Regions from separate parts of the Gasterosteus aculeatus genome. Here region 2 is linked to region 1. The links are chromatin contacts, called in public Hi-C maps. All regions are on one chromosome and are shown on one strand. The core of a region is the stretch at or near the end of the contact, and the rest is flanking DNA. Distances in the headings are between cores, read along the strand shown. Region 1 overlaps znf521 (zinc finger protein 521). Region 2 overlaps znf521 (zinc finger protein 521).

Region 1 (5,001 bases), core at 1,063-3,562:
TACGCCGCACATCTTCCCTCCCATATTCCTCATGTGATTGCCAGCCCTTCCAAGCATGCGGGTATCGATCGGCTGTCCCGCCTGCAGAGACCGGTAGAGGAGGATGTCCTGATCTGATGGATTACTGTATGAGGCCCAGAGGCACTGGAACCTCAGTATTGACGTGGCTCTTTAATCCCAGTGTTGGACGTGACCCTGTCGGGTCCCCGACTCCCCCTGCCCTCACTCCGGACCCCCGCCCGCCCCCCCCACACACCTCCAGCACTGCATCACGGTGGTGCACCGGAGGTCACTGGGCCTCAGACTGAAGCACCGACCTTGCTCAGATTCACTCGATGCTGCAGCTAAAACGTGTCACTAGAAACAACAGGAAACATGGAGGAAGCATGAAGCTCTTTGGGTTTTAATCTCACGTTTGTGATGATGTTATGAGAGCAGAACGAAATGCGTCTTCGTTCCACATTAGGAAACGTTTTATTGGGTGAAACATAGATGGCTTCAATGTAGCAATAGGTTTTTTTTTTCTGTTGGAATTGAGCTGTAATATTAGACAAATTAATGATTCATGAAGGCCGTTGGAAAAACAGAAACCTAAGCCTTGACTTCCTCCACAGGCACCCAGTAAAGAGAAAGTGCATGTTGTGAACTCTGTGTCTGTGCAGGAATCATTAGTCTATATTGTGTGGCTTCTGGACTCAGTCAGAGGTGTTCCCCCCCTAGAGCAAGAAAGGCCGGCATCTGTGAGGATTGGGTTGGGATTTTCATTTTCTTGAAACACCTTCTGTTCTGTTCTGCATGGTCCCACCGGGGACCACGGCGCTGATATTTTTAGAGGGCAAGTTCCGAGAGCCTCAGTCGCCAAGAGGGAAGGACAATGGAGGGTGTGATGTTACATCAATACTTGGCGCAAGTGTGGGGGGGGGTGGGAGAAAATCCTGGGTGGCCTTGATGAGCCCTGGAACGCCTTTCCTTAAGGAATTTCCTGCAGAAGGACTTAAAATGGCCGCCCGCGTGTGTGCAGACGCCCGGTTGTTTGCACAGAGTTACACCTGCGCGCGTCGGCGCCGCACGCGCCTTCGTCCTCCTCGAGCGCAGTTAACCTCGTGTTAGGCGAGAAAAAAAAGAGTCTTCTCATGTTCCCCTCCGGTGTCTGGGGAGCAGCTGAGGAGCATCACCGGGGCTTAAAATGGCTGCCGGTTTAGTGCCAGGCCTCTCCTGTCCCACAAACGCCTAAACCAGGGGGACTGTGTTGTTTGTACGGCTTTTTTAATCAGTCTTATTGTGAGGCGCGGTGGTCGCGGCGGGGGAGAAAAAGGGCCGCGGGCCGCGCTGCCTGTTTATAAGACGCGGCCCCGCAAAAAAAAAAAAAAAACAGATTCGCCGCTCCTCGCCGAGGGAGGCTGTTTACTGCCTGCGAACGGCGCCGGGTTTGATTTGTCGTCCGACATGTTTAAGGCGTCACATAAAGATCTTCAGATCAGACCGGAGCCTCGAAAAGATGATTCCCAGTCGTGGTTCAGTCAGGTTGCCCACCCCTTGGCACTGCTGCAGCAAGAGAGCCAACAAGAGACAAAGCTGCAGATGGATTGAAGAATATTGATGCGTGCGACCTGCGGCTGCCTGCGAGCGAGGCTGAATAATTTAAGGAAGTGTGTCGTGACGACAGCCTGACGCGCACCGCTCTCAATTTTTCTTTTTGGTGTGCCTTGCTTGCGCGTCCACGCGTCCACAATTTTGGCACAGATGTCGCGATAACATCGCGTGATAGACGCTGACTGATGAAATTCAGCTCTCACTGGCGAAATGTCATATTTCTTTGGTCGAGCCAAAACTGCAATCCAGGATTTATTAACTACACATATTCCCACCAGTCTAGTTTCATATACTCAAGTTTTGCTTGGGTGAAGCAGGACAAACACAACGCAAAAAAACATTTCTAATATCAGAAGCGTGTGCTGGTGTGTGTATTACATTTGTGTGTTTGTGTGTGAGCGCCGTGCCACCTTTTCCTGTGTACATCTCTCACCCTCACCTGCCCAACCGCTCTGCTATGGCATGAGTGGTTGAGTTACAGAGGACCAAATTGAACCTGCATTTTTATTACAGCTTTTATTATTGTTTTTATTAAATCCAGAGTCTAGAAATCCATTTTATTGTCACCCAGAGGAAGCTGTTGTTCCTCGCGCCCCCCCTCCCCCACCTCTGACTGTGTGGCGCTGTCATTTCCTGTGGCTCGGCAGATCCAGAGTGCGCCCTCGAGAGGGCGGCGGAGGATGGTGAGACCGGGCGTCTGAGGAAGAGGCTGCTCTCTCCGGAGGAAGCGGAGGAGGGAGAGGACGACGACGAGGAGCCGGCGCTGCACAGCTGCGACAGCTGCCGGCAGGTGTTCGAGTCGCTGAGCGATCTCACCGAACACAAGATTAATCAATGCCAGCTGACAGGTAAACAACGCTCAGCCCACCGAGCCTCCCCTCCACCGTGCCACTCAGCTCTTCTCCCACTCCCACTCTCGCTCTATGCCTCCACCAGAGAATATGCCACAATATGTGCGTTAGTGTGCTGCACCGAGGGGAGCGCAACACCAGACTACCACCTTCCTTGGTACATATCCAACAGCACACACACACACACACACACGTGTTATTTATATGTGCTGCGCATCAATATCTACAGGCGTGACACACAAACAGGCCTCCGCGTGTCCTTATAGTAGATCACCGCAGGCTGCAGTATGTGTATTTATAGCATGTGCTCCGCGTCCTTGCCTGGCTCAGTGTGCACCAGTTCTAACCTTTTACTAGAGTCTAACGCGCAGCTACGAGGTCCCGACTGGAACCGGATCCCGGCTGCAGGAAAGTCCCTCAGCGGGTCCCAGCGCTAGCTAGCTGCAGTGAAAAAGAAGGATGCCGTTGGCGGACTGTGTCACTGACCTGTTGACGGATGAGTAGGACTATAAATACCCTGACAAGGTGGCAGACAGAACTAATGATGTCAACTGAAGGTTCCCCGTGCGCGTCGCCTGGACTTGCTGTCCTCCTTTTACACGTCCTGATGGGCCGGCGTCGAGAAGCACCGGCCGACGTGCATTTCACCACAGACCTCGTCTCTGGTTGTCGCGTCCTCAAAAGGACCACGAGGAGTCTGAAGACAAAAGCCCCGTTCATGAGAAAGTCTCTTTCCCGTTGACATTCAAGAACGCAGTTTGATTTCGTATTCCACAACCCACAATCAAAAAGCCACAGATTATCGTCTACTGTGGAAATCAGTCTCAGGGTCCCGTGTTTGTGGGTATATGAGCATGCGCAGAATTTGCATTCTGTATGTGTTAATTTAAGCAGAAGCGAATGCATGCTCATTGCAAGTGTGACTTGTATGTGCATTGGCGCATGTATGTGCGCGCAGGGGGGGGGGCTCATGTGTGCAAATTCAAAGTGACGCTCAGTCGACCAGAGGTGTGAAAATCAATACGCTGTTCACATTATTGTCCTCCCAACAAAAGCGTGCACGCGCTTGAAGGAAAACTAAGTGCAGCACCCCCCTGTCACCTTTTTTTTTTTATTCAATGCAACACATAATTCCATTAAGCCGGCATTGTGGGCAGTCGGTTCGGGGAAGCCAGGAAATAAAAACACAAAGAGGTGCACATCATAGGCGAGCGTGCACTAACACAAATTATCTTCAAATTATACTTATTTAGATGTTCAAGTCATTTGTGTTTTTCCAGGCTACAGGATACGGACCCTTCTAGGTGCAGCACCGTTGCCATGTTGTCATGACTGACTCAGACATTTTTTTTTTAATAATTGCGCCTGGCTTTAATAAATGTCAATCTCACGGACAAATAACCCCTAATTGCTCAATGGCGGAAAAAAACACAGTTTGGATAAGAGCCCCCGTGGAAACCAAACAAAAGAATCTAATTGCCATTAGGGTATTGTGATTGCGTAGAAACACTCTATTAGTATTCAAACACAGTGGGAGAAAAGAAACTTCTAGATGGCATACTAAGTACTTTGAACGTGTGCGTGTTTGTGTATTCTCTGGAATATGGGAGGAGATTTCCTATGTGGCATTATGTAGACATCCATGACCAATTAATCTGCCTTACATCCAGTCTCTGCTCACAGATGGATCCTTCATTAGAACCATTTTCTAATCAACCACCAGCACCTGCTAAACCTTCCATTTTTACAATCTCAAATATTTTATTTTTGGTAAACAAATTGCAGAGCTTGACTGGAGCCAATCCACGTATGGAAATTGACTTGCTGTTGCCTGACAGAACTCAGCTCTTTTCTCCCCAGCTGATCTCCCGCAGTGTGTTAACACAACCTGACGTGCCCGTATGAACCTGTGATCTACGGTAAAACACCAAGTTCATGAAGCAGAGAAGCAGATGCTAGCGGCGCGGCGACCACGCCCGCTGGACGGAGAGAAAAGAGGAAGATGTTACATGTCACCGCGATCAATGGCGGCCATTGTCCACCCCCCCCCCGTCTAGCAGAGGTATAACACCTTTCCGTGCACTTAAGCCGCGACCACTGCAGTGCGCTAAGGGAGCGCATGGGTATGGATTGCCTCGTGTCCCTGATGCGATCGGTGCTATTGATCGCTCTAATGCTGGACTGCGGAGGAAGGCGAGAGTCTTGAGGAAGGGATGGAGGGAGACGGGGGAGAGAGAGAGGGAGAGAGAGAGAGGGAGAGAGTGCTGCAGGAATGCGTCCCCCGGGGAGCCCGTCTCGGGCTGGGGCAGGGCTTCAGGAATGCTCCCCAGGAGATCCCAGTGAAGGCTGGGGCAGGGCTGGAAGAATGCTCCTCCAGAGAGTTGAGAGTGGAGGCTGGCTGGGGCAGGGCTGGAGGAATGCTCCCCCCCGCCCCCCCCGAGCACCCCTTTAACTCCGGAGCAGAAGTGAAGGGGCTCCGCGGGGAGGGGGGGAGGGAGAGCCCCCCCTGGCTCCAGGATGGCTGCGGATCAGGTTTCCGTGTGGGGATCAGCATCCT
Region 2 (5,001 bases), core at 748-3,247, 39 kb after region 1:
GAAAGACAAACAAGTGAACTGGTGAAACACTGCGGGTGGATGGGGCTGTCAGAGAGACTGTTTTCCTCTCTTACAATCAAATGGACTTGAACAAAGGTTAGCTCTTTGGGGCTTTATGCTAATGTGATATACAATGCTGCCATGGAATTTGCCAATGCATGTCTTAGCACTGCCTGACTCCAAGGAGGGAGGGAATGGTAATTATGCTGACCTCTGCCCCTCCCTCCCTTTTCCTGCCCTCTGGGTGAAAAGCTCGAGGAGGTAATAAACAATAGATAGATTTGTCTTGTTTGTACTGCACTCTTAATGACACGCAAGATTGATCTTGGTTTTGAAAATAATACATGCCGAGATCTGCAGGTAGTGGAGCTGCATTTTTAATGGGTTTGTGCTGGAATATCTCAATCACATGTAAATAAGAGGAGGCTCAACCTGAGAGTCAGCGACTGTTATTAAGAATTAAGCAGGCTGGCAGAATGAACCGTTTGCAAGGAGAAAGGGCCGGTTGCTTAACCAACCCCAAACCTGTTGATAGGCAGGATGAAAAGTCTATTGGCACAGATGGATGACAATTCTATGCTGTTTTCATCTGGAAATTGTTGCTTTTGACACACAGTACATCAACATTTGGGTGCACTATCATTCCACCCCCAATCCTCAATGACATTTAGCGGTTTCTCTCTCTTCTCTGCTTAATTCCTCCCTTTGGAAGATGATATGAAGCAGAAAGAGCAATAGTACAGTAAAGACCTTTCCTCTAAATTATTTAGCACCGGTGCCTTTTTATAGACACGTGCTTTACCTATGGACCTCACTAAAAGCTTGGTACGCGGCTGCAGTTTTCCCAGCGCATCTCTGCAGTGGATCACGTTGCTGTTGGCGCATGATATCTCCGTCCATCACTCAGAGTGCCGATGCCGTCGGGCACATCCTAATGTCTGCCGTCCTGGAAATGGAAGCAGCATTGTTTGTTTGTCTGCTTTCTTTCCACACACCAATAAAAACGCACTCAAAAGTAAACCTTGGTGTAACGATGACCTTAAATGCAATGACACTCTTTCCCACAACATTGTCCTGTCCAATAGTCCAGAACTCCCCTAGAGGCCTTACAGCAAGTCTAGGAGGAACCAAATGAGAGAGAAATCAATGGCTTTCCTCTCTGCACTGTCTCTGCCCTGGCTGAATTACTGAAACAAGATGCTGCACTTAGAGGAGTCTTTGGAGAGGCCGAGGGAGGGAGAACGAGATGCAAGGGAGGGTGGGGGGGGGAACACTTTTAGGGACATGGGTGCCATTTAGACTAGAACCATCCTCTCACAGAAAGCCACTAAAAGCAGCGAATGATCCTCTTCCCGTCCCTGGATGGGCGGCGGTTAGCCTCCTGTGGTTAAGTGAATTCAGAACATACACTCAGGTTTGAGGTCAAAGACAAGATCATTAAAACGGATATCTGTTTTTTTCTCTTTTGTCATACACACATATTGAGAGTCCTCAACTTGAACTGAATATGAATACTGCAGTTACGGTGCAACCAAAAGCACCGGACCGGGCCGCATGGACCCAATCTCATGTCTTTTGTATTTCCTAATGTAAAATGGGTGTTGTTTAACATCCACCCCAGGTTTTATTGTCTGAAGTATGAAGATGAAAATGAATCCAGCTCGTTTGGTAGACAGAACGTGGTGCTTAAGGGACCCAATCCCTGTAAGTGCCATTAAGTGGAAATTGCCGTTCACATATTCCAGTGGTTTGATTAATTACACTCTCTCATGTGCTTTCATAAAGGCCCAATGAAATACGGGGAGCAAATTGCATTGTGTTCCTGTATCCTGTTATGTAAAAACAGTTTAATTATTGACACATGTTTTGCCACCTGGCTTGGGAAAGGATGGTTGGACATGAATAGAAATCATACAATGGACGTTATGGACGGGAAGAGCTAGCACTCGAGATACCATGTGTTTTCCGTACGCGTGACTCCTTTCATGTCCCCGCCTCCACCTCGCCTCGGGTTCTCCTGCTGAATCAGAGCGGGGAGCAGACGCGATCAGCTGGCTATGTCACAGTTGTGGAGCGAAGCCTTTTTTTGTGGAAGCGACTGCGCTCTAGAAACCCGTCTAACTTTAACCGCGTTTTGAAAGCTCTTTTCTAATAAATGTGTAGTTAGGAAGATATTTAGTGATGGCTACTCAGCCTCCCCCGGGGGAATGAAAGATCACTGCTGGCTTTGTGTGATGTCTCAAGATAGCTCCATTTGATCAGACGCTGCTTAGTTACTGACACGCTCCGAACTCAAGGAGGCGGTTTTAGGAAGACAACTATCAAATTTCTCTTCAGCTCCCTTTGCTCCCGTTTGTCTTTGTTCCTGGGCGGTCTCATTCAGGAGCGCTGCCCTCTGCTGCCACAAGGACTAAATAGCATCAGCTAGCCAGGGCAGTTCTTCCCCTTCTGTCGTAGCCGGTAGTGCTTATGGGCTCCACGCTACTCTGTATTCTACAATGTATGTGGAGGTATTAGCTCATAAAACCCTCCTACTGTCACATGAACCCGCTGCTGTCCCCGAGCTCCCGAATGAACAGCAGGGCTCTGATACTTAGTCCCAAGCTGTTCCTGTTTGCCCAAAACGATCAGGCCCGGCCTCGTGCTCCCTACCTGATCTAGTTGACTGGGCTGTGTAAGTTAGGGAGGCAGTCTCCAGCTCCCCCTCCTCCCTCCCAATATGCACTTGGACCCTGGCTCAGGCTGCACCTTTTCGGTTCCACAGGGATAGGAGGGCCAGATGGAGGAATTTGATTAACCAGCAGTGGAGGACCAAATGTTCAATTGGATACAGAACCAGTTGGAAGGCGGGAGGGAGTGAGGGATGAGGCAGGGTAGAGGGAGAAATCTAAAATGGCTGGTCGTGTGCGCCTGGCCAGCATTTTCCAAAGGGGAGCCGGAAACAGACACTGAGGTGTAGTAATGCAGAAGCCCTTTTTCCAAGTACCAGCTGGGCCTTTTAGGAGCCTCTATCCCCTCAGCAGACACCAGGCTTCAAGCAGCTTGACTTTACCATATGTGGAACTTTTTTTATGCTCCACCTGGTCTCCCCAGGGGACCCGTGCCACTGGGACGCCGGAGGCAGGTGAATTGCTCTTAATGCAAGGCACTGAATCACCGGGCCAACAACATGAGGGAAGTGCCTGGGGAGAGGAAATGGATCTGCAGGAAGGCCGGCCAGGACCGGTGCGACCTTGGAGCCGGTGCCCGCTGCGGAGTAGAAAAGGAGGACGTGAGATGGGTCACTGTCCTTCCACTAACTACCGTCCCCCCCCTTCGATAACATTCAGTCTCTCATTTAGAAAAAGAAAGAAAAATGAATCAATTTCTCGACGCTCCTCAGCTTTAATTTAAACCCCTGTACCTGTTTTTTCTTTCCGACTCTCCTTTGCCTTTAAGCTGATTCATTCTAGCTGTGTCGGATATTGATCTAAAAATATAGATCTTGCAGTATTGTTTCAGTAAATGCAGCACTTCTTTGGTCTGCTGTACGGAATCTAATACACACAATTTAATATTTACGGTTGCATTTTCCTCTACATCATCGTCCGTTGGACAGCCAGGTCAGACGAGGGAGATTTTCGCCTGGACGCTGGCGGTGTGGTCACTCTCCCGCCTGCACCTGTCTCGCTGAGTCTGTGGCACAAAGCCAGAGGTCATGGGTCGCCACGGGGGGCCGTCAAGGTCAAAGGTTTATCACTTTGCGGGGGGTCCGGGAGCCATCGCTCAGATCCTACGCTACACAGGATCTAGCTTCTCCCCCCCCCCCCACCCCCCCACTTTTTCTAATCCTTCCAAATGGCTCGGGCCAAAACTCCCGACAGCAGCGAGAGAAACAAGCGGTGGGATGTGCAGCTCTGAGCCATCAGCTGGAGATTTCACTTTGAAAAGAAGCCCTTTCACTCACTGCCCTTTCCACCAATCAGAGGCCCCGCCAGAGTCCAGGCACCCAGAGCTGCTGCCCTTTGACCCTGCCAGCGGTTGTTGGTTTATTTTGTTTGGTTTTTAGAGAGGATGGGGCTTTTCTTATTGACAGGCCAGGCAGCAAGACTCGGATGAGGTCTTTAGCAAAGACAGCCAGCGAGGGAGAATTTCACAGCTCAGGAAAAAAGAGCCGAGTACGACGTTCGTACTGCTGGAGCTGTTGTCACGTTCATTGAGACATGTGGAAAACGGCCTATTCCGGGTAGAAAAGAGGGGCCATTCATCCAAAGCCGATCGCATCAGGCAGATAGAAATTCCTCCATACCCCTGTTTATGCAGCTGTGCCCTCTGATTGAATTACACCAACCCTCTCGCTCCACCCAAATGTCCTCTGAATGTGCCAGGAGCCCCAAATGGGTCTCCCATTTTCTTCAGGGAGAACGGGGAAGGGTGGGGGGGGGGAGAGAGAGTCACACCTCCCCGCAGCAGTAATCGGGGCAACGCCACGGCGCTTCCGTGGGTCAAGGCTGGGGGCCTGTCATGTGAGGGCCACCGGGGGGTGGGGGGGCGGGCGAAGGAGGCACGCCCCCGGGGAAGTACTAACCGTCATGCTGTAGCACCAACGCTGACAGACCGCGGGGAACGGACCCCGCCGCGCCGCGCCGCGCCTGTCAGCCGTTCCGGCAGCGCGGAGTGATGGCGGCGGCGTCCCTCCACCGGGACTGCATTACTGAAGGCTTTTTCTTCTCCGCCTCCCTTTTATTTCTTTTTTTGTCGGGGTGGGGAGGCCAGGTTTGTGCGCGCGAGAGGGGTTGTCGAGGGGTGTAATTGAGAGCACGCAGGGAGCTTCGTCTCTCTCCATCTTGTGATTTGGAGGTGAAGACAAGCGCCCTCGGGGGCCCCCTGTCAGAGCTTTTGGGGCGCGCTCCGCACAGACTTCAGTAAAAACACACAAAAAGAATTCCCCCACAAGGGCGCCCCGGCTGAACCGCTGACGCCGATGCAAAAGATTCCGTTTTCTGTGAATCATTTAGTGCG

Evidence for each region. Hi-C and Micro-C count contacts between places; a contact is called where the count stands out from the background.
Region 2: a Hi-C map of skeletal muscle shows a contact between it and region 1, with 2.9 times the contacts expected there. The contact joins two enhancer-like sites. A contact is called at or near these places in 3 of 6 Hi-C or Micro-C datasets (skeletal muscle and whole body).

The regions. Positions count from the first base shown.
Region 1 is chr3:1,100,484-1,105,484 of fGasAcu3.hap1.1, forward strand. All of the region lies in intron 2 of znf521 (zinc finger protein 521), which reads left to right. Among protein-coding and RNA genes, the nearest start is that of znf521, 14 kb to the left of the region's middle. Within about 2 kb of position 2,313, at least 1 of the 9 cell types and tissues checked has open chromatin away from gene starts, as enhancers often do.
Region 2 is chr3:1,139,829-1,144,829 of fGasAcu3.hap1.1, forward strand. All of the region lies in intron 4 of znf521 (zinc finger protein 521), which reads left to right. Among protein-coding and RNA genes, the nearest start is that of LOC120816119, 46 kb to the right of the region's middle. Within about 2 kb of position 1,998, at least 1 of the 9 cell types and tissues checked has open chromatin away from gene starts, as enhancers often do.